2 separate regions of the Zea mays genome follow, and region 2 is linked to region 1. A link is a contact called in public Hi-C data. All regions are on one chromosome and are shown on one strand. The core of a region is the stretch at or near the end of the contact, and the rest is flanking DNA. Distances in the headings are between cores, read along the strand shown.

Region 1 (3,146 bases), core at 15-2,514:
AAACCTGTGTAGTATATCAGAAAGGAACCATAATGGAAGAAATACGCAGTAATCAGATTCTAGGACTTTTGTGGTGCCAATATGATGATCATGTTTCTTTTATTTTGTGCAGGCTGGCAGTGCTCATGCTCAAATATACCCTTCACCCACTGACGTTTTCAAACCTCTGATAAAGGAGGGCAATGTCTACAATGTCTCCTACATTCAGATCAAGAAAGCTAATAGGATGTACAAGCCTGTTGACAACGATATCATGATCGGTTTCACAAAATGGATCCTATGCTGGTAAGTTTGTCTAACCTTGCTATTTACACTTCTATTAAAACTGACTGCAGAGGTCCACTTTGGGTTCGTGCACTGCTGGGTTGGTCCTATTTAGACCATATTCTTCAAAGCCTCCTATTTTTAGCCTGCACTTAGTACCATTTCTAATAAGTTTGAAACCCGTCCTAAGAGTACAATACATTTAAACTGGTTATGCCTTGAAACCAAATGAAGAACACACAAACAATATGGGCACTTGTCCCAAAATTCGGTGGCATGAAATAGGCACACAAACAATATGTGTGAATTAGACCTTCTTTGTTTTCCCGCGAGACTATATGACTGTGTTTGATATCCTGCTTGGATCTAACATTAGCTTGGAAGACATGACACATGAAATATTTATGGAACTTTATACTCACATTCTTGTTTTTGTTTGTAGCCTTGACAAACCCGCGGTTTGAACACGTGACAGATGACGGCTTAGCTTATGTGGATGGACATCTTGGTTGCTTTTGTAGATGGAATGTTTGGTTGGCTTTTGTAGACAGAATCAGGCTGCACTTGTGCTTGTGTAACACTTATGAGCATGGTTGTGTGGACTGTGTCGGCCAAAGTATGCCTCCCAGTGCCTTGTATATATCACCTACTTAGCTGCCTATCCCCAACTAGGTCGCCTGATAATAGACTTTGATCATGTCATGCTATTCTATAACAATTTCCGATGTAACTTGCTTGATCGTCATACTATGGTACACGCTTAAATTTGGTGCTGCAACTTTAATGTGGATTATGTTCAGTCGATCTGTGTTTAGTTTGGTGTTTTGTTGGTGTTATTTATTTTTTTTCTGTGCTGGATAGGGCGCCCGAATGGGCGCCACCTGATCTAGTTCTTTAGTAAAAAGCAAAAGAATAGTTCGCTTTGTGTGCACCGCGCAGCTGCGTGCTGATCAAGGTCACTCTGGCACTGCTTATATGCTTCGCTCTCGATGCCAACTGTTTCTAGAGCAGCGAGGTGGTGCTAAGGCGCCAACTGCTTTGTCTCCACGCTCCAGCTCTAGCCACGCAGCCGCGGTTCCGCTACATGAACTGGAATTGGGCCTAACAGTGAGAGTGTCACTCGCTCCCGTACACTAATTTTTCTACTGGGCCAACTATGAAAGCTGGGCCGGCCATGGCACGGCAATTTCTTGCTCTTTCTGGACCATTATATTGCACGTTTTTTCCTTCTTTCTTTCAGACGTTTGAATATATATATATTTTAATTCGGACATTCGGATGCTGATGAGTGACGATGAAGAAGAATGATGAATACTAGTACCCTTGAAACTGCTTAGAAATGAGAGAAAACACTGCACAAAGTTGTGCTGTCAGATAAAAGAGTATTGACTGTTGTGCAGTAGCCTAAGTCTGAAATATGTGTGTCTGATTAAACTTTGGAGCTTTGTGGTGCTTGATCTATATGGTTTTGGACTGAAATTATTGTGGAAAGTTTGAAGACCATATGTTAGTAAATAAGTTCCTTTAAGTGTGTTGGGCGTGACCCTACACAAAAAGTGGTGTAAATACTGCCCAAAGTGGGACTATCAGTCAAACAAACTGAATTTCATTCTGTCCAATGAAAACTGAATTTCAGTGCAATTTGCTGAACTTCAGAGCTCTTTTGTGGCTAATCCATAAAGTGTTGGACCATGGTGTCTATAGTGAATTGGTAAACCATAGAAAGGTGAACAACTCTCTTGAGAAGGTTTGGGTCTGGTACTGTATAGAAACCTGAGTTAAATACCCTCGAACATTGACTGCCAATCGGTGCTGTGAACTGAATGTGATTCAAAAACTAAAAACGAATTTCAGTAATTGTGACCAACTCCGGAGTATCATAACTTGTGATTCTTGTGTGATTGGACCAAGAAGTTTGTAGTAACGTTGGAGACCGTATATCAATGAACAAATTTTATTATGAAGGTTTGGCTTGACACCATATTGGTTTGGGAGAAAAGGGAGACTCAAACTGCCTCGAGCAGAAAAGAAGGAGGGAGTGATCTGAACTCGAAATTCAGACCAGCAGAAAGGCGCTAATAAAATTTGGTTGATTTCTGGACACCGTAACTTTGGAACTATGAAGTTTGAGTCCCAGAACCCTATAGTGATTTTGAAGATCTTTGATTAGTGCTGCACTAACCTTGGAGAAAATTGGGTCAAAATTCGTGCTGTCAGATGGGGAGGCTAGTTTGTTATTCAGTTAGCTGAATTGGAGTTCTGTGTTTTCACCCATTTTTGGGGCTGTTTGGTGTTGAATCCAGGAAGTATAAGGCTATGGTTTCTATAGCAATTTGATAGAGGGTTGATTGGAGAACATATGTATTCAGCATAACCTCTCTGTTATTACTGCAAATTGAGAGATCAAGGTGGAGAAGGGTGGAGTGGTCGGCATCGAAGTTGATGGCAGATATTTCTGGAAAAAAAAATCTGCGCTCTGCTGTGCTCTATTTGCACGGTTGTGGATGAGATCAACTGCGTGGGGTACCGGGGGAGATGGATTCAACATGGCTGGCACCCAAGACATGTGCAGCTCGGGAGTTATCCTTGCTGGTGACCGACCTGCTTGCTTGCTGGATTCAGGCATGCGCGCCACTGGACACTGGTCTCGCGTTCCATGCCTCGGCCTGATCCTGTGCATGCGTGTACGCATGGGCGCCGTGTACTCGTGTCACATGCAGCTGTGGACCATGTACACCCAGCCCCTCCCATGTCAAGCTTCGCTAGAGTCTGTATTGGCCGGTCCCTTTAGCTTGATTATCCCCGCTGTCTTTGAACTCGCAAAAATTTGCCGCAGCCACTCGCTCCTCGTCCAAATTGACTGCCCAGCGCGCTCCGCCACT
Region 2 (2,778 bases), core at 139-2,638, 330 kb after region 1:
TGAATATCCTTTGTCTGTAGCTCTCTGCATTACAACAAAGACCAGATATTCACCTCAAATCCTTAACTAGTTAAGCTCACGTTATTAAAAAACAAGCATTGATCAGTTTCCAAACAATCAAGCTAGAAAAACAAAACCATTTGCCATGTCAAAACACTGGAAATCATACTTTCCTTACAGAAAACACGAGGAAGAATATCATTAAATCATTAAATGTCTCAATTTTGTTTTTAATAAATTCTGCCATAGTCACTAAATTAAGAGGCACCCTTACAGTTTTACAATTTTTGAACAGAAGATGCAGAGATGACAGTCATAACTTCTTCACAACATACTATGTCAAAGGGTACATTCTACGCCAGCATTTGTCATGTTATGGTATGATATCAATATAGCACAACAAGTACCCGATTTGTTGGCATGAAAAATACTATCTTACTGAAACACAAAGCACTAGGGCCAGTTGATACCTTGGAGAACAAATTTGACAGAATGAATCAGAGTATCATAGAACAGCCATGAAGCTCCCCTGCGAACTTCTCCATCAGCATTTTCACAGAGGATATATGATTCTCAGTGCAGACCAACTCTATAGATAGATTCTCCCACTACAAATCCATGGTGACAATATGTTCAACAGCCTCTACCCACCCATGCCACTACCAAATCTCTATGAAAGCAAACAATTCAAGTTTAGCTTCGCTACTTTGCACATAATCATAGGAATGTTCTATGCCATTCATAACAACAAAAGCAAGCCCTATACCTAGGAAGGCAGTGATGAATTCAGTGAGGTCAGGGCCCCACTCGAACCCCTGTGCGGCCGTGTTGACACCAGCATAGTCTCTGTTCCAGAGGCACTGACCAATCCTCCAGACCGCGGCGAGCTCCGGCCGCGTGTCCTTCACCTCCTGCGGCAGCGATTTCCAGAAGAACCGCGCGCTGTTCCTGCTCACTCCCAAGTCACAACAACACCAAGGCATCAAAAGGATGGGGAAAAAACGAGGGCAAGGGCGGCGGATCGCATACAGGTCATTGATGTAGAGGTGGGCCAGGAGGTGGACAGAGTAGGGCCATTCGTCGGTATTGGTTCCCTTGGACGCGGCCTGCGAGATCAATCGCGTGAGACGGAGCGCTAACCCTTGTGCGGATGTGGGGTGCGATTGGGAGAGAGGCAAGAAGGGTACCTGTAGGAGGAGCTCGTCGCAGAGGGAGGCGACGGCGGTGTAGGACTTGTCGGAGAGGGCGGCCTGGACGGCGGAGAGGTCCATTGGCAGCGAAGGAGGGAAATTGGCTATGGGGTACGAGTAGGACGGGGAGGAGAGAGGGTTTTGGAACTAGGACTTGTGGCCTGGTGGGGAATTCGGAGCAGTCCCCTTTGCGGGCAACGACTCTTATGTAAGCAGTCTTTCTATTTAAACATGCAATTAAACCATCTAATCTATTAGATTGTGATTTAATTGTAGGTCACATTTAACACTTAAACTCTTCCACCAATAGCTCAATAATTTTTATAAAAAAACTCTAACAAACTATGGTTGTATCTGTGGTTGGATCGTAATCTAATGTATCAGATGGTTTGTTTGCACGCTTGCACAGAAGGACTGCTTGCATAGCTGTTGTTGTTCTCCAAACGCTATACTTAGTATTAGATGTCGTTTTAGACATTATTTCACATATACCAAGTAATAAGTAATGGAGAGATAAATTTCCAGTCACACCCATATTAAATAGGGTCCAACGTTCTCTTTTGTATGCACGTAGCCAGCCATGATAAAGAAGACACGGTAAAACTGGACAATACTACTTTTATATCGTAGAATGACATATTTTATTACACTACACTTATTCATACAGAATGACATCTAATACTACATCGTAGGGAGTATATATAAAAAACATCTATATACAACCAATTGTATTTAAATCTTACATCTTATTCATTAGAACCTCTCAAAATATGACTTATTTATGTAGATTGTATGGCTAGGACCGTATCTAAACTCAGAGAACCGTGCTAGAGACGTTCCTTCACTAAGATATCGTCTCTTGTGTTTTTCTCCACTTACCCCTTTAATACCTTTTAAGATACGGAACATTTATGTGGGTTGCACATGCCCTTAGAAACTCTTCCTTTCTTTAAAGAAAAAATTTCCTCCTTAGTCCTATAATCAAAAACAAATACTTTCTCCGTTATTTTTTATTTGACATGGTTTAGTTAAAAATCTAATACTTAAAATGGAAGTAATAATTAATTAAGAGAAAAAAATTGAACGTCGTAGCCACAACCAAAACATTGAGTTAAGTGCTATGATCAGCAGAATTTGTAAGGAATCCACTGAGTCCAGGGTATCCAGCCCAAATATTGAGTGGGGCCCAAATATAAGTGAAGGCCTAAATAAAGTGTTGTTAACAAATAAACCTTTGTAACTGTAGTAAATAAGGTAAAAAGTCCACTAAACCAAAAAATTTAAGTGGGAGCTTGTGTCTCCCACTCGGCCAACGTCGGTCCGCACCCCTGCACGAATCGGTAGATGAGAAAATGCTTGAATGAAATATCTAATCCAAAAAATAGTTATTTTAGTGGAATGTGAAAGTCGCCTAGAGGGGGGTGAATAGGGCGAATCTGAAATTTACAAACTTAAGCACAACTACAAGCCGGGGTTAGAGTTAGAAATAGAAACGAGTCCGAAAGAGAGGGAAAACAAATCAACAAAGAAATAAAGCGGATGAACACGGTGATTTGTTTTACCGAGATTCGGTTCTTACAAACCTACT

The links. Hi-C and Micro-C count contacts between places; a contact is called where the count stands out from the background.
Region 2: a Hi-C map of ear shows a contact between it and region 1, with 4 times the contacts expected there. The contact joins the promoter of LOC100280950 here to the enhancer-like site in region 1. A contact is called at or near these places in 4 of 25 Hi-C or Micro-C datasets (ear, leaf and tassel).

Annotation. Positions count from the first base shown.
Region 1 is chr10:118,863,972-118,867,117 of Zm-B73-REFERENCE-NAM-5.0, forward strand. No RefSeq gene overlaps it. Among protein-coding and RNA genes, the nearest start is that of LOC100276349, 38 kb to the right of the region's middle. Within about 2 kb of position 1,265, at least 16 of the 20 cell types and tissues checked have an H3K27ac peak or open chromatin away from gene starts, as enhancers often do. A contact at or near this core is called in ear, leaf and tassel, where this site is marked.
Region 2 is chr10:119,193,130-119,195,907 of Zm-B73-REFERENCE-NAM-5.0, forward strand. It overlaps LOC100280950, which reads right to left and starts at 1,389. Exons shown (of 5, transcript NM_001153870.2): 1 at 1,188-1,389; 2 at 1,030-1,106; 3 at 767-948; 4 at 1-24. The coding sequence starts at 1,271.